4 separate regions of the Mus musculus genome follow, and regions 1, 2 and 3 are each linked to region 4. Evidence: chromatin contacts called from public Micro-C and promoter capture Hi-C data. All regions are on one chromosome and are shown on one strand. Each heading gives the region's core, a stretch centred on a gene start, on an enhancer-like site or on the middle of the called end of the contact. The rest is flanking DNA. Distances are from core to core; before and after follow the strand shown. Region 1 holds the start of Mab21l3 (mab-21-like 3). Region 2 holds the start of Igsf3 (immunoglobulin superfamily, member 3). Region 3 overlaps Igsf3 (immunoglobulin superfamily, member 3). Region 4 holds the start of Atp1a1 (ATPase, Na+/K+ transporting, alpha 1 polypeptide).

Region 1 (7,005 bases), core at 1,911-4,410, 230 kb before region 4:
TGGCTTTTCCCACTCTCGCTGACCTCCAGCTGTGTATGGGACAGAGCCATTACTGTTAAGTAAGCATCCGATTTCTTTTTTGTGAGGGTGCTGCTCTTTCTGGAGCTGGGATGATCGCAGTAGCTAGGAAACAGTATACTGTTCTTCAGACGGCCAGACGAAGCGGTGGCTTTCATAGAAACAGGACTCTGGGCTCCTAGCGCGTTTTCATTGGGCTGTTTTTCAGCATTCCTGTCAGCATTAGCCTGTGAAAGGTGGCTTCCCTCAGGTGCAGACACATATCCTGTTGCTTTGCTCCTTCTGGGTTGAAGTCAGCTGTGTGTGTGTGTGTGTGTGTGTGTGTGTGTGTGTGTGTGTGTGTGTGTGTGTTCTTGTGAATGTGGAGGTCAGAGATCAGCCTCAGGTATAGTTCCTTAGAATTCCTCCACTCTGTTTTTTCAGACAGGGGTGTCTCACTGGCCTGGCGCTCCCTGGATAGGCTAGGTTGGCTGAGCAGCAAGCCTTAGGCATCCGCCTTTCTCCATCTCCTCAGTACTAGCTTGGACCACTATATTTGGCATTTTACATAGGTTCTGGGATTCAAACTTAAACCCCCATCCTTGAGCATGTACTTTACTGACTGAGCCATGCCTCCTGTCCTGGGTATATGCTCCTGAAATCATCCCTAGGTCTCATCTTATTCTCTTTCCACATGGTCTACTCTTACTTTAGATTCTGCCCACCCACACAAGTGTGTGAGTCTGGAAACCTTTGCTTCTGAACCCAGACAAAATGTCAAATGACCTCAGCACAAGAGGAAAAGACACAGCTTTTTGGTGGAACTGTGACAAATGACTCATTAAGTGATCCGGTGCAACAGAAAGATGGGAGAGTGACCCCACACATTACAGGAAGGCCCTCTGCCTTCGGCGAATAAAGCAGGTTGCAAAAGAAATCTTTATTCACCTGATGTGATTGTCGTCTCCGAGGTTTGCTGCCTCTGTCTGTCAACCTAGGCCGAGTCCCGGAAGCTTCTAGCCTCTCTTCAATCTAATCTAGGCCTCTGAGAGTTACTGCTGAATAAGCTTCCTGGGGTCTGGATGGCTTGTTCAACTCAGCTGTTCTGGCTCAAATTCCTCTCCAAAAATGACGGATTCAATCTGACTTCTCTGAGCCTCTACCTGAATTCTTCTGTTTGGCCTCATCACTCAATTAAACATCACTTTCAAGATGGGTGCTTCATGCCTCAGAGTGAATATTAGGTTTGACTTAAGGTTTTTGAAAACCTTGAACTGGCTCAGTTAATAAGCTTCTTGTTTCAAAATCATGAAGGCATGAATTCAGATCCCCAGGGCCCATGTGAAAACCTGGGTGCAGAGGCAAATGCCTGGGATCCAGCAATGGGAGGCAGGGCCCAGAAGGCCTGGAAGCAAGGGACAAAGTTCCTGAGACAGTGAATGACTCTGTCTCACAGAAAAGGTAGAAAGTACTTGAGGGGGCTGGTGAGATGGCTCAGTGGGTAAGAGCACCCGACTGCTCTTCCGAAGGTCCGGAGTTCAAATCCCAGCAACCACATGGTGGCTCACAACCATCCGTAACAAGATCTGACTCCCTCTTCTGGAGTATCTGAAGACAGCTACAGTGTACTTACATATAATAAATAAATAAATCTTTAAAAAAAAAAAAAAAAAAAAAAAAAGAAAGTACTTGAGGACTGACATCCAAGCTTGTCCTCTGACCTCTGTGTGCACACACAAGACTATAAATAAAATGTTGTGAATACTTTGGAAAGCAGACATTAAACATGTTATTGGTCCTCCAAATCTATTACATTTATCTATCTATTATTTCTATGTATGTGTGGATGCACACACGAGGCAGTTCACTCTTTCCTTCTACCATATGGGTCCTGGGAGGTGGGGAGAAATCGAACCCAGGTCCTCCGGCTCGGTGGCAGATGCTTATCTCTGCTGAGCCATCTCACCTGCCTGGTCCTTACAGATTGAATTGGGCTAAAGCTGGTTTCCATTTTTCAAACTGGCATGTTATAAAAAAAATGAGGATTTCTATTTCCTGAGGACGGAGGAAAGCCTGAGTTAACTAGGTCCCTCTTGGTGGCCTGGCACAGTGCTTCAGGCACACCCTTACCCAACAGACATTCGCTGACCTGTTGTCCCATTAACTAGAGATCTGTGTCTGCCGGTAAAGCCTGTTTTCCTCAGCCTGTCTGATAGGAGCTGCCAGAGCCTTCATCTGTGCCATAGCCCTGTGCTGTGGAACCTTACCAGTGCACTAGGAACCAGGCCATGCTACTCTAAGCTGTGTTCACACAACACACCAATCTTCAGATGTGGCTCTCCTGGGAATACATCTACAGGCAGCTGCCCTGAGTTCACAGTGCCTTTCCTTCTCTGGGTTCCTCCTATAGTTCAATTATTCAGAATTCCCTCTCCATACCTGGCAAGTATCTTTCCATCTTGGAGCAAGAGAAGTTTCCAGATACAACACTTGAATCTGTAGTACTGAGTGACTGAGACGGGACGGTGTTAGAGCAAGAATAGTGAAGGTGTGGGCATTTAATTCCAGAAACCCGGGGCAACTTTATTGTTATTGGGAAAGACCCTGCCGTAGGACAGGGACTATGCAGTAGTGATTCCAGCAAAAGCAGAAGTTAGGGTGAAAATAAAAGTATGTGTGTGGGGAAGGGAGTGAGTGTGGGGGTGGGGAGACTTCAGCAGAGTTGAAAGCAACATGGAAAGAGAATTCCCAAAGGCAGATTAGGGGGTAGAGCTTCTTGTTTCACTAGTGAAAAGCTGATGTGGTAGATTCGGAATGATGACTATAGTAACAGCAGTCAAGGGACAGAGATTCCCTTACCATTTCAGAGCATGTGCCGTAAAGAGAAGGGGATTTCCAGGACACGGAAAAGCAGGTGGAAAGTCAAGGCAGTCAGCGTGGAGGGGGATTCTGGGGACCTTTGTGGATCCTCAGTTTTTCAGGACTGGTATAAGACCTGGGATTGGCAGATGAAGCCTGGAGAAGGCCGCCCCAGCGCCTGGAGGAGGGAGGTGGGTGGGGTCTGATGTGGCTCTCCTTGGAGCTGTCTGGGAGGATATGCAAATTTGGGGCCGCGGGAGAGAGTGGAAGGGCTGGATTGGCTGCGGTTGAGCATTGAGGAGGCTGGCTTGGAGAGCTGCCTGTTTGAAAGCCTTGCTCAGACATGAACTGGACTGCCAGCTCTGTTGTCTGTCAGTCTTTCGGATCAAAGACGGTGATACTCACGAGCTTTAGGGAGATAAGGCTGCTGGGATATTTTCCCTCCTGGAGTAAAACTAGGCCCAACCAGTCAGACTGGGAACTTATTGTCGGTTTTCTAGGATGAGTTTTACTGGTAAAACTAGATGTGTCCTAGACTCTTAAGGGGCCTGTTTATACTGAGTATATTTTGAATGCCAACGTCCAAGTGGGAAATCACATTCTAAGGTCAGCAGGTGAGAGGCAGGACTCTCTGCCCTACTTTTCTCTGCGTGTATCTACCTGTTTGTATCTCTCTCTCTCTCTCTCTCTCTCTCTCTCTCTCTCTCTCTCTCTGTGTGTGTGTGTGTGTGTGTGTGTGTGTGTGAGAGAGAGAGAGAGGGGGGGGGGCAAGCTTGCCTCTGTATACACAAGTGTCTCTGTGAGTTCATGTATGTGTCTGTATTAGTGTGTGAGCGTGTGAGCTTACCTCTATATACACAAGTGTCTCTGTGAATGCATGTGGTGTGTGTGTGTGTGCCTGTGTCTGTGTGTGACTATGCGAGCATGTAAGCTTGCCTCTCTATACACAAGTGTCCCTGTGAGCTCAGGCTTTTCTAAATGTCACTCCTGGCCCTCATCTGATTGGCAAGCCTTGTGCCGGGCATGATGAAAAACCAGGCGGCTTGTTTGCAATTTCTTATTTGTTTATGGTAAGGAAGTAAATCAATTGCAGAATTTTCAGGAGTGGAGGGCCAAGGGATATTTACTGTCAACAAGGTAAGGACGGGGAGATGTAAGGTACTGGGCACCAAGGTGCACCTGGTGCCAGGACAACAGGATAAAGAAAAAAAAAAAAAAAACAGGATAAGTTCCAACTCGTTTTCATCACGTCTCCTTTTTAGTCTTTCTACAGTTCCCTGAAAGATGGCAGATGAATTCTTCCATGCTGGAAAGGAAAACTGCAGTGAGCAGGCAAGAAGAAGTCAAGTCTCTGGTCCACGTTCACAATTCCAGAGAAGTTTTATCCAGAGAGTAACGTTGCTGGGAAAGCTACCCACCAGATTTGTCCTCCATCGGGAAAGAAAGCAGAAGGTTGCTGCTATACTGGGGGTTGACCAAGAAGCCATGAAGTCTCTTCCAGAGGGAGACTTAGACCATTGCCTGCTGAGCAAGGTGAGCCAGGGCTGGCCTCTCCTGGGCACACCCTCTAACTCTCCATCCCATGGCCATTGATCAGAAGGAATCCCCTGCTTCTGGAGGCCATAGATGCCTCGTTCTCAGGAACTCAGGGTGGCTACCCTCAGCACCCTGAGGAGGTCCATATGGCCAGTTAATTATCTGAGCCTCAGACTTCAGACTTCTTTCTGTAAAATGAGAATCTGAGTGGGATTACTGGGATATGAGTAGCCAGGCACAGGCACGGTGACAGACATGGGGATCAGAAACTGAGAGTATTTTGGTCTACATGAATCCTTGCCTCAAAAACAGCTACAAAACCAAAACACAACAACAACAACAAAAACCTACAAAAAAACCCAAAACCAACCAAACAAAAAGAACTTAAGACAATGTTTGTTTGTTTGTTTTAAAACTACAAAACTGATAGTTTTTAAATATTGTTTGGGGGCTAGAGAGATGGCTCAGCAGTTAAGAGTATTAACTGCTCTTCTAGAGGACCCAAGTTTGATTCTCAGCATTACATGGTGGCTCACAACCATCTGTAATTCCAGTTCTAGGGAATCTAATCTCCTCTTCTGTCTCCAGGCGCACCAGGCACATTTGTGGTGCATAGACATGCATGTAGGCAAAACACTTATACATGTAAAATTAAAACAAAATCTTCAAAAAGTATTACTTCATTTGTAAGCTGGGCATGGTGGAACCTACCTTTAGTCCCAGCACTCAGAAGTCAGAGACAGGCAACTCTCTGTTAGTTCAAAGGCCAGCCTGGTCTATTGAGTGGATTCCTGATTAGCTTGGGCTACTATATTGTGGAACCTTGACTCAAGAAAAAAGGAGAAAGACAGACAGGAAGGAAGGAAGGAAGGAAAGAAAGAAGGAAGGAAGGAAAGAAAGAAGGAAGGAAGGAAAGAAAGAAGGAAGGAAGGAAGGGGAAGAAGGAAGGAAGGGGAGGAAGGAAGGAAGGAAAGGGGGGAAAGAGGGGAAATAGGAATATGGAGAAAGAGAAGGGCTAATTTCAGTTTTAGGCTCTTTTGATGTTAGACTTTATAGGGACCTTAAATATTATTTACTTTAATCTCTTCCATTGTTCCACATACCTATGAAGCTTCTAAGGCATGTTGTTAATGTTTAAACAAAGAGGTTTAAACTGAGAGGTGGGGGACTGGTCTCTGGCTTTCACGCCTTTATACATAAACAAAGCAAAGATTATTATCACAGTGAGACATGAGTGCATTTTTTAGACATCAAGGGAAAATAAGGAAAATCGACCTGCACCAAAACCAATCTCCAGCAAAGTGGCTTCCCCGACACTCCTCTACACAGAGGCCGTGTTGACGGGCATCTTCCTGGAGTCGCATGTTTTCTGGAAAACCAGCAGCATTCCAATTTTCTTAGCATTGCATTCATTCAAGTGATTTCACCTGCCCAGTCCTCTGACCCACTCTCCCTGGGCATTGCTACCAGCAGAAATTGTAAATGGTATTCCCAACGTGGAACCCAGCCTGGATTCATGGTATGCTTGGTCTCTAGAGCATTTTCTAAAGTTTTCTCTATTGACATTTCAAAAATACCAAGATATCTACATAAGAATCTAGGCTTCTGTCCCCTGTAGGGATAAAAAGAATCACGCTACCTGGCAACCACAGGCCCGGTGTCTGGCCTGGAAATTGTGGACTGAGTGTTAGCACGTGTGACAGCCAGTTCTCAGCAGGTTGCAGCCCCTTACCACCAGTCTGACAGCTCTGTCCTTGTTCATCTCTTGTCCCTGAAGATGGGTCAGCCTCTTCTCCCCCTAAGAGCTCTGTCCTAAACAGACCTCGGGCCCAGCTTTTTCCTTGTGTTTGTTCTTTTTCTTTTGGGCTCATTTTAATCTCTTCTCACACAGCTCAGAGTTGGCCTAAAAGGTTCTCTAACACACGGGCACAGAACACTTCTGTCATCCTGGGAACTGTGGAGCTGATAGTGCTCATTGGTTAAGCACTGACTCTCCCTAGCCCTGCCTTAGCCTCTGACTTCAACCTTGGAGGTTCCTTCTACCTTTTCAAAGGGACCAACAGTGTCCTGGACATATTCGTTCCTTTCCTTCCATACTCCCAGAGTATCTTGAAAAGATGTAGTCTGAAATATCTACAGAGTCCCCTGGATATATATATATATATATATATACCTACCCCCCAAAAGGTGCTAACAGGCTGAGGTGCCCATAACATTCACCAACCTCCATTTCTATAGAGAAAGAAAGAGGTTCATAGAGGTGAAATGACTTGGCTAAAGTCCCATGGCTGTGTGCTGGCTGTGTGTTGGCTGTGCTGGTTTCAGCACAGCTGGCTGGACCCAGAGACCATATCCCCTCTGCTGACATTCTCTATCTTGAAGATGCACACGGAACATCCTCTTTATATCAAATCCTGCTTTGTGGTTTTGGGGGAGCTCAAACCCTGAGAGGTGTTCCACTAAAGGCGAACGAAATTCTGTGCATGCCTGAGGGATGGCCAGCCATACCTGCAGAGTCTATTCTTAACTCCAAGGAGGAAGGGGATGTTTTGTGTACAGTCAGGATGCTAACTGCAGTGTGCGGCAGACCCCAAGCTACTGTGGAGAACTCTG
Region 2 (6,865 bases), core at 3,537-6,036, 230 kb after region 4:
AAAAGCAACAACCGAGAGCCCGAATGAGCCTGTTCTGAGTTAGTTCTGTCAGATGTTTTGCTATAGTGATGGAAAGCAGACTAGCACAAGAGGCAACCGAGCCAGTCCTGGCAAGAATTCCTTTCTCCAGCACCTTCATCAGATAGTCTTAAGAAGCAAAGCGTCCCATGTTTTCAACAGTGTTAGGCCCAGTAGTGCTGGTTCATCCATTAATCACACTGCCCATCCCAGCTACCTACTCCCAATGATGTAAACCCCCTCCTCTGTCATCTGCTTCCTCCTTCTCCTCTGCCTTTGATCACCTTGATCCTGCCTCTGAGTCCATGCCTATCAAGACATCAAAGTTTCCTCCCATCTCTTGTGGAAGCACCCTCTGCTCTCTGCCTAATCACTGGAAGTGATAACTTGATCCCATCCTGTTCAAACGCAAGGCTTCCCGAACTCTATAAACAAGTGTGTGGGTTCACTGAGAAGAACACAAACTCCTACTAACCATCGGAGGCTCTCCTCTGCAGATTGTCTTGTTTGCAACATCTGCACTGGTCTGGGAGTACGTGTCTTCAATGGTACACAAAATCGAACCATGCTTTCTGCGTTTACAGCCTACATGCATCTTTCCGGAGTGGTTTCTTCCTATTCAAAGGGACACAGCTCCTACCTTCTTCTCTCATGCTGCTGCCATCTTTCCATGTCACATTTACACACATGGCTTCACCCAGGCACAGACACGTGCCATTCACCCCAGCTCATACTCAGATGATCTCTGTCTCTGTCTCTGTCTCTCTCTCTCTCTTTCTCTCTCTCTCTCTCTCCTGCCCCTCTGGCTCCATCCATTCCAGCCAGTGAAGACTCTGCTGTTCACCAGCCCAGGTCTAAGATGCCTTTGGAATGGAAATGAGGAGGTTGTAGCAGCCAATGGATAAGCTTGGAGGAGCCACCTGGGACTCCAAAGGACAGGAGACTCAGCAGTCAGGAGAATAGGGACAAAGACTTGAATCATCAATGTCCTAAACAGGCAATAAAAGCCTGTTTTATTGAACCAAACTCCAGACACTGGCAGAGGAAGGGAGCAGAAATGCACAAGCCTGCCGGTCACATACATCTCACAGATTCACCCAGTGGCCCTCCTCCCAGGGTCACAAGATTTTCTACCTCGGATTTGCAGTCTCTGGAAGGTCATTTCCTCTACCTGCCTTCTTTCCACAGCACTTAGACCGACTCAACTTTTAAAGTTTTATTCCAGGTATGTGATCCACATGGGTTCAAAACCTTGGATTCTTTATTACTGTTTCAAACTCACACTACGCATTAATTCACATCACACAGCAGGAATGCTAACTACATGAATCAGACCATGCCAGGCGGCTACCAGACAGGAGTGTGTTTTTGTTCTCTCCCTAAACGTGCTGTGCTTCTTCCAGGTTAAGACTACTAGTACAAGGCAGGCCTCCCAAACCATGCAGTCTCAGCTCTCAGATGATAGGCCGGGAGCTTGAGAGTCCCTCAGAGGGGCTCAGAATGGGGTAGGCATTAGTGTGTCTGTCCAGGGTTCCAAATCTCTCCACTGTCACACAGATCTGGCCTTCTACCCCAGGAACCCTTTCCAGTCACCTGGAGACTTAGCTTCCTCCAGGGCCTCTCTAGGGTGGGTGGGATGGGGTAGAGGGAAAATGACTGCATTCACTGTATGCCAGGGTTCCAGCTCCCCTCCACAGAGGGACCTGGAGAGGGGAGAGCAGGGAGACCAGCAGGCAGCCTCACATTTCCTCAACAGCCAAAAAGGGAAAAAAAGAAAGAAAGAAAAGAAACAAAAGGCACAAATGTCATAGTTCCCTGTCTTCCCATTGGTGGCTCCTTCTGCCCGGAGCCCCACCCTCAATCACACAGCCAAGCCTGGGAAGTGCGGTGCGGGGGTGGGGCTTTCCCAGTTTGTGTCCTTTTCAATCTCCATGAATCACCAACTGCTGATTCAAGCTGAGACACTGTGACAAATACTGTACAACACATATAAATATAGTCTCATAAAGAGGCTGGCCAAGAGAAGCCTGGCTCCTAACTTCCTTCACCTGAGCACACAGGAGACATGGAGATTCTGCCACCTAACAACAGGACAAACCGACTAACTGCACAGCCAGCCACACACGTGTGCCTGTGCATATGTGCTGGGCAGGGAAGGGCTGCCACTAATGAACTCACAACCCAGGGAATTTGGATTCACTGCTCTGAGGTGGTTGCCAAAGATTTTTTTAAGATGCCTTAAAGATACCAACCTGTGCCTAAGTGTGAGCACCTCCGAATGAGCGCACTGGTTGGAGTTTCAAACATGTTGCGAAGCAATCAAGATTTTTTTTTTCTTTTTTTTCTTTTTTAGGATAGTTTACATCCCTTAAATGCAGACTTGGGATGTCTTACTGGGACTCACATGTGAATCAAGATGAAGCTGAGATGGGAATTCAAGACTAAAGTCCATCCTCATTCCGGATGCCTGTTAACTTTTATAAGGGTGCAGATAATTCAGAGACAACCTCCACGGATAAATCCTGTAAGTGCAAGAAACCTAGAATGGAGACGCGAGCGACCAGCTGCAGGAACTTCTCTGAATGCAGAGAAGGGGGGGTGTGTGTCCATTCTTGAGGTCTGAGGTGAGAAGGCACCAGGTGCCAGCTATGGAGTTTAGGAGAAACCAGAGCATTGGAAAATACATAGTGGAGATTGCTCAACATCATACCAGGAAGAGACCAGGGGATGGCGGCCTGCAGAGAGGACTGGGGGCTCACTTCTGAGACCACGGTTTCTCCCTCCTACTTGGGGACTTCAGCCTTCTTTCTCTGAGGGCATGAAAACCGATCCTAACACAACCCCTGGCCAGGCAGCACCCTGCCTTCAGCTTCACCTCCCACAAGGACTATGAGCTGGACTTCCTTGGTGAGGAGACACAGAACCAGTGTCTTCAATACACACTTAGCCTACAGACTTCTTAGGGAAAACAAAGCAGCCCTTCAGCCCCCATCCCACCCACTCCCACCTTTCCCCTCCAAAAACAACAACAAAAAAAAAGCACCATTATTCATGAAAGCACAGTTCCCAATATGTTGTAACTTCCCTGGAACCTATGCAGACACACACAAAAGTAAAGACACTGGAAGCCCTCAATCCACACAGCAACCCTAAGCCACAGCCTTGCAAGTGAGGGGCTTTAACCCAAAGGCCCTGGACAGCTTAAAGACAACCAGTATGCCACCGTTCTTGATGGGTCGGAAACAAACAGACCCTCTTGGTACTTTAATCCACTCTGTCACACTCTGGCTAACCCCCTCTGCCTCCCAAAATGCTGTGTTGATGGGAGAGAACCACAAGGAATTAGCAATGAGATCGGGTTAAACTTTCACAGCTATAGAACTGATAAGCAGTCACTTACCCAGCACAGCCAGACAGCTCAACACTGGGAAAAAGCACTTCATGTCGGCGGCAGCGGCAGCAGGAAAAGGACACTGCACAGGGCACCGTGCTTTTCCCACCGCCTAATCTCTCATTACTGCCAATCCACTTATAGCTCCAGGGAACAGTTTGGAAACAGAACTTCACAGGGAAAATGAGAGCCAGTCAAAGACAGAGTAGTCAGAAGGAGGGAGTTGGGGGCAGGGGAGGGGAGTGGCGTGGCGTGTGCAATAGAGTCCTCTATGCCTAAGGCAGGGGCCAGAGCAATTCCGAAGGCGCTCAAGGTTTCTGCCACATTGTATATGCCTTGCAGACTCCACCGGAACTATGGATTCTGGTGGATTAATCCTCGAGGAAAACGGGAGGAAAGAGTCTGAGAAAATCCTTTCATGCGCTGATTATACAGAAATGTCCTTGGCTTCGCAGTGAAGGTGTCTGAGATCGCTCATTCGGATCCCCCAAAGGGAACCAGGCAGGTTTTGTCAAAACCCAAGACAGCCAAAACACCCGGATTGGTAAAGACACTTCGGATTTCTTCATCAAAAAGTCCATCTCCATCCATAGTGAGAGGTCACGGTACCGTCACCTGCCCCAGAACCTCCCAGGGCACACGAAGTAAGCTGGCATTTGATAGCTCGAGAGTGGTCCCACAAAAGCCCGCAGATTCCTAAAACAAACACAACAGACATTTATCTAAGGCCAACACAACCGCCGCAAAACCGAGAGAGGCCAAAGCACCCGACTGGCCAGCCGAGCCACCTGGGTCCCTTCCCTGGGCGAGGGCAGCCCATGTGTGCATCCTGACCTTGTACAAATCTTACCTTCCGTTCCCCACGCCTCAGTTTCCCCGCCCAGAGCAGGGCAATTATGATTGTTCTCAAAACACTTTCACCAAATGCCTCTCTCACTCGCGGGCTTTTCCCGTCACGGTTTACGGAGCGGGGCGCGGCAGGCAGCCCCACCCTCGGCAGCGCGGGTCGCCACGGGGCTGGCGCGGGGCCGCGACTCGGGGCGCCGACCGTGGGAGCCGGGGCGCGCCGCGTCCCAGGTGGCCCGCTATTGTTTTACCTCCCCGGCGGTTGAGTCTGAGACACTGGCAAAGAAAAGGGTCCGAAAAGGGGCTCGGGGCTCCGCTTGCGGCAAGCTGAGCCCGCCCGGCGCGATCCGGCTCCGACGGAGAAAGGGGCTTGGGCCCGGGGCGGGACGCCGATCGCCACGCCACAGTCCCCGCGCCCCCAACCCGGATCCGCGCCCGCCCGCCCGCGCTCACCTCGCCCGGGGCCCCGCAGCTCCCAGCAACCGAACGCTCGCCGGTCCTGTGTCCCGCACGCCTCCCAAGACGCACGGCTTCCTCCTCGCCTCCCGCAGCGGCTCAGGCCGTCCTGCTCCCGCCCCGCCCCAGGCCCCGCCCTCCAGCTCCGGCCTGGCCCGCAGCTCCCCGCGAGGCGAGCAAGGGCGAAGGCGGTGGCCTCACGGGGACACGCCCCCGGAACGCCCCGCCCACCGCCCCGGCGCTCTCTGGCTGCACCCGCACGCAGCTGCGGACCACCTGGGATGAGCTGATGGAAAGTTAACCTGGGGTTCGCGCCCCAAGGGCCCCTCCCAAAGCCCAGGCTCCCGGGGACGCGTCTTTCGCCCGGTAAACAATAGCAAAACGCTTCGCTGGAGACTTGAGTCTATTTCTATAACAAACCTCCACATTGTGCTTCACTCTAGCATAATCTGGACCCCAGAGACAGCCTAGGTTCATAGCCTTAGCTTCTGTGTTGCTTAACCTCTCTGTGCCTCAGTCTGCTCATCTGTCACAAAGAGTAAATAAGCTCTGCTTAATAGGGTTGTGTGAGGTGTCCACGTCATTCTTGTAAAGCACTTAGCGGAATGCCTCATATGTCAAAAGCACTCAGTTACAAATGAACTGTCATTAGTTTCTTAACAGTGCTATCCATGCAAGTGGCACCATACTTACTCAATATTATCAAACACAAGGAGCTAAAAACGACTCGTTACAGGAGCAGGTTGGATCGTACTGCCCTTGCAGACTTGTGATCTACTTGGGAACACTAACAGTAGGCCATACATAAATGGTGTGGAATGAACCCATTCCAACACTGTGTTCCTGGGGTGAAGTGCTGGGCTGGGTAAGGCCCAGGAAGCCTTGTCCTAGAGAAAACGGAGTATAAAACCACGGAACAAGGGAGGAGGGGTACAGAGGACAATGATAGGCCCTGGAAACATAACTTTATATGCCCAGAGAAGAAAGATTCAGTACCTATGAGAAAAAGCCCTGTGGGACCCTAACTAGACTGGAGGAAAGACTGACAGGAAGAGTTATAACAAAAAATCGGAAGGGGGGGGGAGGGCTGGGCTTTAAGCTTACGCCCAGGAGAAAGCCCCTGAATGGTTTGAGTAAGGACCTGTAGCAATCAGAGCTCCATTTTAGAAAAAGCACTTGACCTAGGATTGGAGGGTGGGTGGGAGAGTTTTCCCGGAATATTAAAGATGTTGTGGTGGATCATGGCTGAAAAATCCAGGAAATAGAAGTAACCACACAGGCAGCTATGGGAACAGAGAGGCCCTGGCAATCAGGGGGTGGGCTCCATGGAATGTCTAGGTGGGTGTGAGAGAGGCTCAGTGTCTGAGATCAGGATTCAGAGACGGAAGGATGAAGGTTGGAGTTTGAGGGGTCCAAGCCCTTTATCTGACTGACAGCCATGTCCAAAGACGCCACCAGTGGATTTCAGAGCTCAGAGAGGGGCTTACAAAGTGTTTTCATCCTATTGGACGGAGTGACAGCAGACCACTGTACTGAAAGAATGCGTTGATGGGCTGGGAAGATGGCTTGTTTGCTAAAGCGCCTGCCATGGAATCGTGAGGGCCTGAGTTTGGTTCTCAGAATCCATGTTAAAAACAAAACAGAAGAAAAATGTGTCTGATACTTGAGGGACCATGCCTGAGGTTGTTGTCCTCTGGGTTTTCCACACTTGGGCATTTAGATGGACACATATCCATACACAAAATGAATATACTGATAACTCACTCATCCCCCCCCCCCCAATTCAATACCTCTATTGTACAAGACAATGAAGATCTTGCCACAGTGGAGGCCCAGATAACTGTGAAGTCTTTATCTGTCCTTTCCCCTCCCCCATGGCTGTAAATTTCTTGAAGGCAGTCTGCCCCGTAATTATCCTGTATCCCCAAACAACTTTTGGAATTTGATCTGCATATGTAATTGAACTATAAATATTGCCTATCATATCAAATTGAATATTTATCACATATTTAAAGTATTGTATTTTTAAAAATCTCTTGTATGTTACATATTCCCTCTTTACCCCAAGACAACAGTGGTCCTGGTGTCTCTCAGCTCTTCCCTACTGGATCTCTGTGTTTATTTCCTAAACATCGATGTGTGAAGCAATGTCTC
Region 3 (7,244 bases), core at 784-3,283, 200 kb after region 4:
GAGAAAAGGTATATAAATGGTGCTTTGAAGAACACATCTTAGACTAAATGAGGAGTCCTTCCCAAAAAGGGTGCAGAGTCAAAAGCAGCCCGCAGAGGGGGTGGGGTAAGTAGGAATGGGAAGAGTCAAAAAGGCCTCACAGAAGGGTTGCTATTTCCACACAGGGACACGGGATCTCAAGGTAGCCTAGAGATAAAGAAACCACACTGTGGACCTGGAGGTACAGAGAACAATGGCTTGTATTGTTGAGTGGCAGGTATACACAGGCTTAGAGGAAAACCATGAAGCAGCAGGGCATAGCAGCCAGATCTAGGGGCCCAGGACGCTGGCTGGTGAGCTGCAGCCTGTGCACAGGAGAGGACCACTGAGGAGGAACTCAGGGGGTGGGGGTTGGGGGGCACTTCAAAGGAATGATCAAGTCTAGAGTTGCTGGGGTCTCAGAGCAGTCAGGGCTGGAATGGGGGGAGGGGGAGGGGGCAGTTTGCAGGGGAGATGTGACAGAAGTGTGGTCAGGAGGCAGGAGTCATAGGGATGTCTTGAGAGCCTTCAGGAACTCCTCCCAGGTTTTGAGTGACTGCTGCAGGGAAGAGATCCACCGGGCCTTGCAGCTCTAAAAACCATCATCTGCAGTCAGCACTCAGCAAGGCAGAAGGAGAAGAGACAAGTCACAGAGCTGACAGGAGGGCAAGCACTCTGACAGCAGGTGCCTTCACAGGCCACAATAACCTGCCCATCGACTGCAGGAGGATGCCAGAAGACAGCCAATTCAAGGCCACTTTAAAATACCTGCCATCCATCCCCTCACGGTCCCTACCAGCTGCATACCCTGAAGCTCCCACAGAGCTTGGCTGGCCACAAAGGTCAAGACAGAGGAAGAGTCAGTCACCAAGGCAGGGCCTGTTCCTGGAAAGCAGTGCACTCCAAATTTACACATTCAACCAAGAAAGTGCTCACAGAGAGGAGGCATTCATATTGGAAAATAACCCTGGCAGGAGGGAGGGGGTGGCCTCAGTGGCAGGCCATGCGCTTACTCTAGGGGAGAGGACTGGATTCCATCTCCAGCAGCATATACACACCATGCCAAACGGGGCGAGGGAGAGAAAACAATCCCACGAATGACTGACAGCTGTAAAGACTGACACTCTGACGGGGCTGCACGTCTGAAATGCTTTTTTTTTCTTTTTTTCTTTTTTTTTTTTTTGAGAACCAAAACTCAGAACCCCCAGAGAGGAGCTCTTTTGTGTACAGCAAGGTAAGATAGGGATCTGAGGAGGGGGCCAGCACCCCGAGGCGGCAACAAGGCAGACTGCTATCGGGCAGTGCGCGAGAGATAGCATTTAAGCAGCATCTCCAACATAACCGCCACCTAAGGCTTCAGCGTTCATAACGAGCAGCCCGGGGGCGGGGTGGGGGGCAGCACAGAGCAGTGAATGGGTATGTGCATCCGAAGGGTAAGTTCAATTCTCCTCTCAGTCCTTTCTCCAGACTTAGGAGAGACACCAAAGAAAGTCTGGCTCTAGCAGGTAAAAAAAAAAAAAAAAAAAAAAAGAGAGATTATGCCCATTAATTGTTTCTGACCTTGTCTGGCAGGATTAGCTGGCCATACCTGTACAGCCACAGGGCTCAACCCCAGTGCATGGGGGAAGCAGGCCAAGCCCAGGAAAATGAAAGGCCACCCGCGAGGGACAGCCAAGGCCACGGACAGAAGCGGCTTTGGAGAAGTTCACAAGTGTGTTTACTGGGTATTTGATTTACCTGCCAAGGCGAAATTCCAGGAGAGAGAGAGAGAGAGCGCCTGGGACCCGTGTAGAGTTTCCCTGCTGCCGCAGTCCCTGCCAGGCTCATTGTAAAGTAATGAATTTTGTGGACGCTTGCAGAGAAAAATAGCTTCAAATGCTATGGATCGATGGTGCGCACTGCAGAAACACAGCTCTCGGCTTCCTCGAGCTACTTTTGGGTATTGCCCAGAGTTCAATGGCGATCTGTCCTTTGAAGGCCAGCTAAGAAGTCAGCCCCGGGCCTAGGCAGGGCACACAGTCCCACAATCCAGCTACTGTGGATGCCCAAGGCGCAAGCATTCCTCTCATAGCTGAATCGAGCGTTTCCCTCCTCTTCCAGGATATTGGTTGGGGGAGGAGCCTCACAGAATGTCACAATCTACCACATACTATTCCACCGGGGTTCCTTTGAGTGTGAGGACATTGTGTGTTGCAGGGGTGGAGATGTGACATTATACGTTACTTTCTAGGGATGAATTCTCTGTATACCTATTTTTTTTTTAAAAAAAAAAAAAAAAAAGGAACATAGATAATCCTTAAAAATCTCATCTGAGCTCCAAGACTGTTAATTCCAAGAACTGTGCAATTCAAAGCACCTGTGTTTCCTAACTTACACACTCCTCTCTGCCAGAAAAAAGACTCTCCCTTACGTGATGGGAGGGGGACGTGCAGACTCATGGTCTCGGGATCAAAACAACTCTGAGAAACCACAGAGAGCCAGATGAAGAACAGCGTGGAAGGCTCTGACTGGAGTTAGAAGCCGCAACACTTAGAACTGCAGGTTTGGGAACGGCTGGGCAGAATCCAGAGCTGAGATATCCCTGAGCCTGCAGCCTCTGCCTTCTCTGAAGATGGGTAGCCTGGTCTGGAGGGGATGCCTATGGCCCTGGCAAGGCTTCCATGCTAGGGGGGCTGAAGCCAAAGGCTCAAGATGGGCTCAGCTCAGCTGTGGGCAGTTGACGAAAGAGTTAACACTGGTGGAGGGCATACACAGAACCCAGATGTGGGGAGCGTTCGGACTTAATCCAGACCTGATTACATTTTGGTTTTGTTTTTGGTTTTTGGTTTTTGGTTTTGTTTTGTTTTTGTTTTTTTGAGGCAGGGTCCCACTATGCTGCTCCTTGGAACACACTGTGAACCTGGCTGGCCTTAATCTCAGAGAGATCCACCTGCCTCTGCCTCCCACGTGATGGGGTAAAAGGCTTGTGTCTCCCCCACCCAGCTTTCTTACACTCCTTTTAGGTAAGAACACGAGCGTGCATGCATTGCCTACTCAAAAATACATGAATAAAAATTCCAGCTAAAGTAAACCAGGGAGAGGGTAAAAATGGGCAAAAATAATTTTAAACCTTTTCTAATAAAATACTGCTTAAAAAAGAAAAACTTTGGGTAACAAAAAAAAAAAACAAAAAAGAAAGAAAAGAAAAGAAAAGAAAAGAAAAGAAAAGAAAAGAAAAGAAAAGGGAAGAAAGAAACTAGAGGTTGAGGGGGTAGCTAGAGCAAGCAGAGAAAACCCTAGAAAACAAGAGCACTGGCTGACCCAGCCCGCCTCACTTGCCCACATCAAACACCCACGTCTACCCTGGCTCGTGCCCAGGATGCCTCCTGACTTCCTCCATCCCCCACTCAGCCCCAGGTCGTCTGCTGCTTTCCTGTCTCCTGGCACCACCAAGCCTTGGCCAATGCCTTGCAGGTTCCTCTACTTCTACCATGCAATGAGGCAGCTCCCCTGGTCACGCCATTTCCCCACCTAAGCCAAGGGTATGCTTCTCAACGAGCCCGCTTCCTCACACAGCTGACTGGTGACAGACACTGATTCCTGGCCAGCCAGAGAGGTGGGCCCCGTGCAGTCTGACGAGCTAGGATCCTAGCAGAAGTCACACGCTGGGACTTCAAGTCTAGATATACAGCTATACGATTTCTGCAGGCAATTTCTAGGATGCTCATCTGGAGCCCGGAGCTGCCATGCATATTCTGGCTCTAAGTCCACCATACTCTGAAGAAGCCTGAGCCAGCCCCGGACTCCTGTTCCCAGGGTCCCCAGATCTGTCTGCAACCTGAGCCAGAACCAGCTCATGAAAGCCACTAAGGCTTAAGGCAGTGGTGGCGCACGCCTTAATCCCAGCACTTGGGAGGCAGAGGCAGGTGGATTTCTGAGGTCAGCCTGGTCTACAGAGTGAGTTCCAGGACAGCCAGGGCTACGCAGAGAAACCCTGTGTTGAAAACAAAACAAAACAAAACAAAAGGTAACTAAGAAGGTCTTCCTTCTGCCTCTAAGCAGGGGATGCTCCATCACTCATTCTGTCTTACTGGACTCAAGACCTAGAGACACAGTTCTAGACACTAGATAAATTCTCTACCTCAGCTTGCTCTGCCTGCACCCCAGACAGTCCTTCCTTGTGGCTTCCCCTTGCTCTCTTTCTAGCCCCCCGGGAGTCAGTTAAGTTCTCCCCTCCCTGACCTCACTTAAGAATGGGCCCTACCTCTACTCATTCCTAACACCTGGTAGCCAGCCCTGGCCATCCTTCTCCCTCTGTCACAGCCTGGCCACCTCCCGGGCGCCTGCACCTGGGGCTGTCTCAGCCACTTTCCAGAACATCACCCTTTCCAACTCCCCACACACACAGAGAAAAAAAGACTTTTTTATTTCCCACCCACAGTGTTCCAGAAACGACTTAAGGCAACGGCTCACACATCAAGAATGCTCCTCTTCAAACACTATAATGCCCATCCTTTGGACGCATTGAACCATAGACCCATCATTGCAAGAATTAAATGAATACCTGCCCATGGAGTCTTTGGCCTGCATCCACAACAGGATGGGGAACTCAAAGCACTTGAAGTCCTTCACCTGGGACAAGGCCTGTTCTCCATGCTTTGGGTAGTTAACAATTTAAAGCCCTTCTGTTTACTCTGCTAGGAAACGGCCTGCACTTCCTCCCCTAGGAAGTCCTCCAGGGCTGTGAGTCCACACTACACTGAAATTTCTCCCCACACCTACTCACTGTGTTGAAGAAGGCCACCAACACACAGAGCCTTATCTTACCTCATCCCATGTCCCCTCTGTGCCCCAGGAGGTCAGTGCCCAATAGAAATGCTTTTGGGATGAATCACCAGCCTTTCTTCTGCAGCCCCAAGCCCAGTACACCAGCAGTACAAACAACAGCACTCCTTGTCTCAGGTCCTCCCTGCAGGCAACCTATCAAACCACACCCTGTCCAGTCCCCAGAGCCCAGTCCCTGGGAAGGAGCCCTCCCCCAGCTAGCTCTACCTTTCTCTGTGTCGCAAGTCTACCCTGCTATCCACATGTCATGATCGCTTCTTTCCCATTAAGGCTTCAAACAATCAAGAGCAAAGGCTAGAGACTTCTGAGCTCAAGTGCTATGTGTGAAGAAAGGCGCTTAAGTCACTAATAAAATAAGGGTGATATATAGTGGCATGTTGGATCTAAAGGCTAGAAATACTGGCACTAGATCCCCGGTCCCTAGGGTGTAATGTCCCATATAATAAGACCTCAAAAAAAAAAAAAAATCAGTTGGTTGAATGAATGAATGAATGAACAAACGAACGAGTAGTCATCCTGCTTTAGAGAGGATGGGGTCTGCCCTGCCCCTTGGCACCAGGCACCACGGCAATCACCAGCAAGCCCACGAGGGGACAGCACGTACGTGTTGCTGGCAACACAGCACCCTTCCCTGATCAGCCCTGATTTCTCACCGCCCACCCCTTCCATGATCCAAATGCAGGATTCCATGGGAGGGTCTGGACAGCATCCAGGACTATTTATCTTCCAGGCTTTAAAACAAAGTGTGACAAATGGCGCTGCAGATCTACTGGGCCATGGTACAGAGCAGATGGAACCACGCAATTCACACGCTAGCTCAAATCCTAGCTAATACTCTTTCAAATTAGGGCATTTTATCTAGAAATTTTATAAAAAGCATTGTTTGGGGGTAGGATTACGCTTGTAAGTTTGCCAGCTGCCCTCACTGACCAAAGAGTTCCCTCAATCTCCTTTATGTCCCCTGACCAAAAAGCCTAAGTGCGAAGAAGGATGGGTTTCTAGGGTGCACAGTTGTAAAGTAACCCCACCCCCACCCTCCCCACCTCCACCCCATCCCCCCACCCCCCAACCAACCCACAGCCGCAAGCTTGACTGTCCTGTCTATATAGGCATCTCTCCATGAAAGGAAGGTCTCTACTGACAACAGCCCAGACGAGGGGCTCTTCCTTTGGGACAGGGGACATTGCTCAGTGGTAAAGAGCTTGGTTAGCATATGCAAGACCCAGGCCAGGTTCCAGCCAGGGAAAGAAAGGAGGAGGGAAAAGAAAGGGAAAGAAGAGGGGAAGAACGGGTAGGAGGGAAGAGGAGAGGAAGGGAGGGAGTAGAAGGTGGGAGAGGGGGAAAAGAGGAAAGAAAGAGGGAGGAGAGAGGATGGGGGAGGGGAATAGCAGAAGAGAGGGAAAGAAAAGAAAGTCCTCTTTTGAGCCAGCCCCAACAGGGCTCTGAGGTCTTGGATCCGGGACAAGCTATTCAGTGGGTAGCAGCTGAGTGCGTCCACCAACAGGCTGCTGGCACCGGTACCAACACTCCAGGACATCATGGGCACAGTCTGCTCTTACGGGCCAGCCCTGCTTCCCACCTCTTACAAACAGGCTCCAGCCTGTCGATGGCCCTCTGTGTGTTGTCAGAACTGCGTACTGTTTCTCTCCAGGTCTGACCAGGATGGAGCCAGCAGACCCAGGGACACAAGACGGCGTTGTTTGGGGACTTCATTGCACAGGCGATGCCTGCCAAGTAACACCCCACCCCCCCACTATCCCATCAGTCTCCACCGCACACAGTATGTATCTGGATTCTGAGTCCAGTAGACCCAAACTGTCTACCAATCTGAACAGCAGCTGCCCTTCTTGCTTTAGAACCATACAGATAAGGGCTGGGCATATGGCCTGGTGTAGAGTGCTCAACTAGCATGGTGAGACTCTGGATTTAATTCCTAAGACCATGAAGGCCAACAGACACAGACACTTTCTAGACACTTTCAAACTTACTAGGAAAATGCAGTTAAGAGTAGACTCCCTCGACACACCAAGGCAGAATTCTGAAACCCTCTTTCTCTGCTGTATTCAAGGTCTTTCTGAATTTTGGAGATATCTGCACTGGCTCCATCAATCCAGCCCACCAATCACCACCAGGCAGGTCCAATGTGGGGGGGATAAACATCAAGTACAAAGTTCTTATCTAGAGACTCGAGGCTTAATTAGTATCTCGTGTAGCTCAGGCTGGCCAGAAACTCATGATATAGCTGCAGATAATCCTGCCACCTGAGCCTCTAGGTGGCTGGGATGAACTTGGTTTTCTGGCCCCACTCCACCTCTGCTGCCCGACTTCCACTGATCCCTCCAAACACTATTCTGTGACCTGGTGAGCGGAAAGCCATCACCCCCAAGCCCACCATCTATAAA
Region 4 (7,235 bases), core at 404-2,903:
ACCCAGGGTCTCCTGAGAGGCTGTCAGCACCCCAAGCTGCAAGGAAGCAGCTGTGGAGATAAAGCAGCGTCTTGACCTATCAGACTTATCTTGATGAGTGAGTGGATGAGTAAGGAGGACCACAGCCCAAGCATGTGCTTTCTGTATTTTAGTTGTTGTGTTTTCCCATTTAGATCAGAGCCTATAGGCAATTCATCTTAAAGTAAGGTCTTCAGCAAGCAAAGCCTGCTGCACAGTGGCAGTGATCTGCCATGCACAGGAATGCACTTTCTTAAGTCTAGCTAACACTCTGTGACCTCCAGTTGAACTAACAGGGCTGGTACTGGTACTCTGGATTTGAAGGGTCTTTCCCCAGAATCGTGATTTTAAATTTTGCTTATAGTTTCCTCTTCTCTCTAAGCCCCAAACTGATTTAATCAAGTTCTGTAGATCACTGGAAGAGATAAAGGCTGCCTTCTGCTATAAGCAACAGTTGTATAAGCAACCGTTGTTTCTAAGAAGTACTGAGAATTGCTCTATGGAGGAACTGATAACACAGTGCCTAGATGTTTGGGTGTTTCTCCTTCCCTTACCCTCTGCCCACCCCCACCTATTTTTTGCAAGCTCTACATCCTACAAAGCATTGACACTTGAAGTTGATAGGTCTATATCTAAGAAGTTAGTGTTTTCCTTACTTCTAGGTATTTTCAGAGATGGAAATCGAGTTTCTCTTCTGAATCCTAAGCTTTCCCAGACTGCTTGCTTTCCTGAGATTGGTAAGAACAACAACAAATACTTTGTTGTTTCTGATGTTAAGTTTCAGCCATCACAGCGCCTGCTTAGCCACTGAAACTAGAAGCCCCGCCCTGCAACTCTGCCAGGCCAAGAGTGGGATGCGACTGGCTGGAAGTGAGTCTGATGAGACCCTCAAGGTAACCACGGATGCTGTGGATGCTGTTCTTCAAAATGCTTGAGCCACCTCTTTTACTAAAGATGGGTGTTCTTTTGGGTTTTAGGTTTCTCTGCCATAAAAAGGAGAAACTCTCCAACAAACAGTTTAATCCCCCCTCCTCTTTTGCAAGATTTCATTCATACAGTGCTGTGAATGAATTTCTTACTGACTTTTTTTTTTTATATAGTCATTTGGGGGTCATAAGGGAAGGGAAATGTAAGTGATGCGCGCACGCGCGCGTGTGTATATGTCCTGAAGCATTTCTCTAGTGGTGGAGTGAGAGGACCCCAGGACGAAGGAATCAAAGGGAAAGCACCATCCGCCGCCGCCGAAGGATGCCGGCCTGGATTCTGCAGAGAGGAATCCCTCGGAGTCGTGCAGCTGCTGTCCAACCCCGGCCCCTCGAGACCCCAGAAAAGCTACGCTGAGCAAGTAGACTAGCCCCGACTGCGCCGCACCCACTGTGGACCTTCCGCACCCTACTCCGCAGGCTGCTCACTCAAGTCCCCAGTGTTCTGCAGGCGGGAGCGCTCCGTAGCCCTTGAGAGACCCAGACACCCGCGTCCTGGGCACCGGCGCCCTCCTGCCGGGAGCCCAGGGCAGGCAGTCGCTAGCGCGGTCTGGGCCCGGCTGGGAGGGGTTAGAGGCGGAGGCGGAGCTAGCTGGAGCCGGTGTCAGGTTGCTCCGGTAACGGTGACGTGCACGCGTGGGCGGAGCCATCACGCAGGTTGCATATTTTAGGAAGTGAGGAGGAGGCACGGGCTCGAGCTGCGGCTGGGTCTGGGGCGCGGAGCCTCGGCGGGAGGAGGCGGACACGTGGCAGCGGCGGCAGCAGCGGCGGCAGCAGCGGCGGCCTCGGTCCGGGGCGCCGGCCGTCCTCCCTCTTTCCTCCCGCGGCAGCCCTAGTTCCCGCCTCTCGGCTCCCCCGGCTCCGCTCTCCCGGCCGGGAGCTGCTCTCTTCTCTTTCTAGTCTCCAGCAACAGGACCCGGCGCGGGGCCCGCAGCGCCGCCACCATGGGGAAGGGGGTGAGTGTCTGGCGAGCCCGGGCCCCGGGCGGGGGCGCGGGAGGAAGCGGCTTAGAGACCGGGCTCTCGGCAATGGAGGGGCGGGTGCTGAGCGCGGGCAGCGGCCCGGGAGGAGGAGCACCCGGGGCGGCATCTCTGAGCCGGGCGCCTGCCCTGCCTGAGCCCTCTGGTCGCCTTCACCGCGCGCCTTGCGCTTCCTTTCTCCCTCCTCCCACCGTGCCCAGGGGAAGGAGCGCTCCTCCCCTTCCCCCGGGGAGCTCCGACAGGGCCCCCTCGCGGTGGCGGTCCTCGCCGCGGCCCGGCGCCGGCGAGGGCAGCCTCCGGGTCGAGACTCCCTTCTCCTGGAGGCGCTGGGGCTCGGCCAGCTCCCCGCAGAGGCGACCGCCCTCCCCCAAAGGAAAAAAACTGGCTTCCCCTTAGGCCGAACCAGCCCAGCGAAGCTGGTGCCAGAAAGGGTGTGACTTCACAGCCCAAAGATAGCCTTTAAGGTATACTTTTGAGAGCTTTAAAATGGGCCACTGTCCATAACAGGATGTGCCTTTGGTAACTGGTGTTATCGTCTTAACGACGGGGAGGGGTGTGTTGTTTTATGTCGGAGCACAATTCTTAAATGGGGCCAGGCTGACCCTTCAGGGCCGCAGGGTACTGTCAATCTAACAAAGGACTGGAGACTGGGCAGTTGATGGTGTTAGAAAAGCCATGCGGGTTTCCTGCACTGCTGTCTCACCCGAGAGCGGTTCCCGAAGAGAATGAGGGAATCGGGCACGAACAACACTGAGTTCCCACCTCGGTTACTGCTGTCCACCTCGGAAGAGTTAGTTCTTGACCTCAAAGTAGCAGATTAAAAACTTAAAAAAATAACCCTGAAAATATCAGTTCCTAGCTTGAAAAAGCACCAGTCATGAGAATACAGGTGGGAGAGTCCATTCCACCCTTTTCAGGGCTGACCAAGCAGACAAGCTGTAGACACTGCAGGTCCTAAGGCACCCGGGTATATACTGGATGGAGCCAGAGGGAAGCACATTCTTTGGAGACTTGAAAGAGATGATTATAAGACGTGGGCCAGGAAGAGAGAATAGAGACCCCGATAGTGCCCAGTGTGGGCTGGTCGGCGTATGCAGCATCCTAGCAAAGAACTGATTCCCTCCTGGCCTCCACTTTCCACGATGGAAACCGGATCTATGTGTCACACCATCCTACATGCCATCCAAGCCGTTCCTATAAACCATTTATTCCTTAAAGCCCCATCTTTTATCTCCTATCCCTTCGAAAAGTATCTTTGTCATTTGGAGACCTTGAGCGGCTTTTAGGAAGTTCAAAGCCTAGGAAGGTGAAGTGACTTGTTCAAGGTCAAACGGTTGTTTAGTGGCAACAGGTGCTGAACAACCTGTTGCTCTCAGCTTACACATAACATCTGCCTCTGAAGCATCATTTTGTGTGCAGAACTCTGAAGTTATCCTCCAGAAGAAATTGGGGTGTTTATAATAATAAATAATCCAGGAGGACGTTTAAGTCAGAGTTATGCCTTTAGGCCTAGGACAGAGGCACTCAAGTGCTACAATAACAGTTCAACTGAGAATTTAGTTAAGTTCAACCGAAGTGTTTAATGTACCCTAACAGGTGTCTAGTGAACTTAGTATTTGGAGTACTCTATTCTATACATTGGATATTAGGTTGCCTGTGTGCATTCATGTATGAGTGCATGTCTTTCTCTGTGGCTTACAATGGCAAACTGGTCAGAGGAATATTTCATACTGAAATGTTGGGATTTTTCCACATGAGGATTAAAATGTGGGTGGAGCGATGACTAAAACCCTCTTGATAATTGGTTAACCAAGAAGCTTAAAGGCAGCTAATTTTTAAGGTCATTGTGATCTTTCCCCCACCCCCCACCCCTTTTCTCAAGTGTCATCTAGGGTCTAGATGTGGGTGATATCTCCAAATGATTCTTCCTAGCTATCAAAACTGGGGTCTTGAACATTTGGTAAGAAAAATGAAAGTCCAGCTTGCTGAATCATTCCTGGATAAAATAGGATTTTGTTCCTTTTTTCTTATTCAGTGTTTTCTGCCAGTGACTCGGCTTATAGCCTCATAAGGCCTACCACCCACAACTGTTTAGCTCACCCAAGGTGCACATCATAATTGTTAGAAATGTAGGAGCCTTGGCTTGTTTGTTAAACGTTTATAAAAGGTGGGAGAAGGGAGCGTCTCTCTAGCCTTTCATTTCAGTCCTGGGTTTGGTTTACTATTAACTTAGATGCTGAGAAAAGAAATCCTATCTTATGGGTAGTGATTTAAAGACCAGGCAGGGAAAGAGGTGACACAAGGTACACATGTCAGCAGGAATCTTGGTTGTAGGGTAACATTATCAGCTGCCCTTTTGGAGCTAAACTCGAAAGTGTGACTAAATACCCACTGGCTGCTATAAAGCTAGTACTTTAGACTCAAAACCCTGTGAGGCAGAGTCTTCCCAATGGAAAGTGGCCCAGCCTGGACAGGAACAAGTAAGGGGCGCTGACACTGGGGCTGGTCCTGGAAGTCCAGGAAAACAGAAAATAGGCTGTGAGGTTGTTTCCACCTTGTAAGATTGAAACAGTTCCCTGCCTGGAAGGTTATCAGCACTCACACACCCCCACCCCCTATTATAAGGCTGGCCGCTGGCTGTTTGTTAATTTGTAGCGTTCTCTGCTGGCAAGTTTGTAACAATGGTGACTCACCTTGGGGTGGAAGAATAAGAAACCGGGAGGCTGCTCTTTTTAAACCCAAGATGATAGAAAACACCCCCCACCCCACCCCACCCCCCAAAAAAGCTTTATAAAGGTCTAGTAGGGTGTTTATCCAGTTGAGGACTAAAACTTAGAATCACATTTAAGAATAAAGAGCAGGCCCAGTGTTAGAGAAGAGACTTGGCACTCGCACTGATCCATCCCTGAACTCTTCAAAACCAACGCCTGAGGATTACTTAGCAACAAGTGCACGGAGAAGTGACTTCTCTTCTCCACAGACTGTTCTTTTAGGAGTACCTCAATAATGAGAGGGAACCATTAACTAAACAGCCCTGAAGGACTCTGTATGAAAAGCTAAGTTAAAGTATTGCTTCATTTGAAGACAAGCAGGTTTCTTGAAAAAGCACAGCCTGGGAGCTCTGGTTTCTGGTCTGGCCAGATGTACAGTCCTCGCCCTGAGAGCAAGTAGAGTCATCTGTGTGCTGTGTGGAGTGAGTGCCATACCAGTGTGCCGGGGCTTCCTAAGTCATCAGGGCTGGGGGACACAGATCTGCGTAAGCGCTGCTCTCCAGGCCCTTTCAAAGCTGTGTAACAGTTTTCCTTCCCCTGAGAAATATTAACGATAGGGAAATATTGAGAAGTCCTGTTAACTGCTCCTCAAAAGGAAGTATTCATTGGCATGACTGAGCACTGTATCACTGTCCAACAAGCAAATCCAATCAGCAGCATCTTAGACTTTCCGTCAACATTCACGTTTCAAGTGAAGACTTTCACCGTGATCAGTGGTCATTTTTAACTTCTTAAAAGTGTCATAGGGAAAACCGGCAGTTTCTCAGCTAAGAACACTGGTGCCTGGGGGGGGGGGGGGTGCGGAGGGGGGCTGCCAGCCAACAGACCTGAAGAAGAAATCCGAGTGTCAGATCAGATGGGCTCCCAGTAATCAGAGTGGCTGGGTTTGCATAACAAAGCACTGGGCAGACTTTCACCAGCCCTGTCTAATTCTAGATTACTCTGAGACTAGGGCTAGGGGGTACTAATGTGAAGTAAAGGGAATGTTATAATGCAACAGGCTTTAAACACTCCTTCCTTTATATGTGTATTTGGGGTGGGGACTAACAAGCAGAGTCGGGTCTGAACATTCTCACTTTGCCTTGAATTGAGAGTATGAGAGGAAGTGTGTTCTTTGGCTGGAGTCAGAGAGAGTGTTCTCTGCATATGACTCACCTCATTAGCCGTGCTGAAATCTGGTGTCGGGAATCCATAAGACATTCTTAACATGTATTTGTTGGGTGTATGGGATAGCAGATTCTGTGAATTAGAAAAGAGGAAACCACACACACACACACACACACACACACACACTTTCACCCTGATTTGGTTTCATTTGGGTCCTGAGCCAAAGGGATTTTTTTTTTTTAATCCAATAGACCTCATTCTTTAGTTGCTTTGTGATTTTACAGTGAAATGCATCTGGGCACTGTCTCTTAGCAGGTTTTACTCAAACCCCACTTAGTAACAGCAATCTCATAGTCTCTGCTGGTGATTTGAAAGGCTGATTGATGGTGGCCAGGCTTTATCTTTGGAGCCTTCGTTATTTGGGGAACTAGTCTAGTAATCACTGTAATGGTTTGTCATCCTTGGGCCCTGGTGTTTATCTTTCCAGTCTGTTGTCCTGGTGTTATTCAGAGCCTTGGGGCAGTTGGGGTGCACAACCTGTCTGTTTGCATGCTCTCTGTCTCACTTCCATGGCACCAAGCTGTGTTTCTGTAGGCTTTCAGCACCTTTGCCCTCTTCAACTCAGCAGTCCGTTTGCTTCCTAGGCTCCAAACCACCTATCAAAGAGTGATCAGGACTTCCTGGAAACTGGCAGCCCCTCTGTAGTGCTGTTCCAGTTTTTAAGCTTTTCTCTCTCAAACCAGAATAATGAGGGAAAAAGGGGGGTTATAGGGGAGGGCAGGTGGAGGATGTTAAGGCATGAGCAGACGTTTTGATTCATTCAGGTCTCTTGGAGAGATCAAATGTCCCATGGCGCTGGTGCTTTTTAGTAAGTAGAAGAAAAAAAAATACATTTTAAGAGGAAGAAAATTTAAAATATAGGAATTCTTCACATTACTCTTACCATTTTTATTTTTTTCAAATGGTCACGGTACATTCCATGGCCACAAGGGTGGACTAGCAGGGTTGTTTAAGAATTCACCAGGGAGGCAGGTTAGATGATGTTCCCATGGGATGAGGGAACCCAGTGGCTGATCACGGCCCTGTGACTGATGGATGCAGCCCAAGTTTAGGGACTGAACTGGGTTCACAAAGGACCCAGTGCTCTGGCTTCGTAGGAGTACATTTCCAGCATGCATGTCTTCAGGAGTGAGAGGAGGGACCTGTGGCACCGTACGTGGTTGGGGTGCCCCTTGGTTACCTCCTCTGCAGAGAATTGCTATTCCAAAAGTATCACTGTGGGCTGGAGAACAGCTAAAGGCCTCTCACTGTTTACCCATTGTCTTCCATTTGCCAATTCCCACCTAGCACAGGCTTGGTACATCCCTTAGGTCCCC

What was found. Promoter capture Hi-C pulls out the DNA fragments that hold promoters and counts their contacts. A called contact is a pair of places that touch in the nucleus more often than the background predicts.
Region 1: a promoter capture Hi-C map of liver shows a contact between it and region 4, with 2.9 times the contacts expected there. The contact joins the promoter of Mab21l3 here to the promoter of Atp1a1 in region 4. A contact is called at or near these places in 19 of 39 promoter capture datasets (the 3T3-L1 cell line, 3T3-L1-derived adipocytes, the HPC-7 cell line and 11 more), 2 of 484 Hi-C or Micro-C datasets (both in embryonic stem cells), 8 of 115 datasets of contacts at active chromatin or transcription factors (bone marrow-derived macrophages, embryonic basal ganglia, embryonic forebrain and 4 more) and 2 of 9 other capture datasets (adipose tissue and pancreatic islet).
Region 2: a contact with region 4 is called in a Micro-C map of embryonic stem cells, with 2.0 times the contacts expected there. The contact joins the promoter of Igsf3 here to the promoter of Atp1a1 in region 4. A contact is called at or near these places in 3 of 39 promoter capture datasets (hippocampal neurons and liver), 9 of 484 Hi-C or Micro-C datasets (CD4 T cells, the HL-1 cell line, Sertoli cells and 5 more) and 2 of 115 datasets of contacts at active chromatin or transcription factors (memory CD8 T cells and pancreatic cancer cells).
Region 3: a Micro-C map of embryonic stem cells shows a contact between it and region 4, with 2.3 times the contacts expected there. The contact joins the enhancer-like site here to the promoter of Atp1a1 in region 4. A contact is called at or near these places in 1 of 484 Hi-C or Micro-C datasets (embryonic stem cells), 1 of 115 datasets of contacts at active chromatin or transcription factors (pancreatic cancer cells) and 1 of 9 other capture datasets (adipose tissue).

What each region holds. Positions count from the first base shown.
Region 1 is chr3:101,832,378-101,839,382 of GRCm38.p6, reverse strand. Mab21l3 (mab-21-like 3) reads left to right here and starts at 3,160. Exons shown (of 7, transcript NM_172295.4): 1 at 3,160-3,462; 2 at 4,119-4,389. The coding sequence starts at 4,141. Gm33381 (a long non-coding RNA gene) reads right to left here. Exons shown (of 3, transcript XR_003954538.1): 3 at 3,964-4,580.
Region 2 is chr3:101,375,046-101,381,910 of GRCm38.p6, reverse strand. It overlaps Igsf3 (immunoglobulin superfamily, member 3), which reads right to left and starts at 4,786. Exons shown (of 11, transcript NM_207205.2): 1 at 4,709-4,786; 2 at 3,419-4,105. The coding sequence starts at 3,461.
Region 3 is chr3:101,403,955-101,411,198 of GRCm38.p6, reverse strand. The region is part of intron 2 of Igsf3 (immunoglobulin superfamily, member 3); the gene reads right to left. Among named protein-coding and RNA genes, the nearest start is that of Igsf3, 30 kb to the right of the region's middle. Within about 2 kb of position 2,033, at least 49 of the 459 cell types and tissues checked have an H3K27ac peak or open chromatin away from gene starts, as enhancers often do. A contact at or near this core is called in embryonic stem cells, where this site is marked.
Region 4 is chr3:101,599,125-101,606,359 of GRCm38.p6, reverse strand. Atp1a1 (ATPase, Na+/K+ transporting, alpha 1 polypeptide) reads left to right here and starts at 1,653. Exons shown (of 23, transcript NM_144900.2): 1 at 1,653-1,957. The coding sequence starts at 1,946.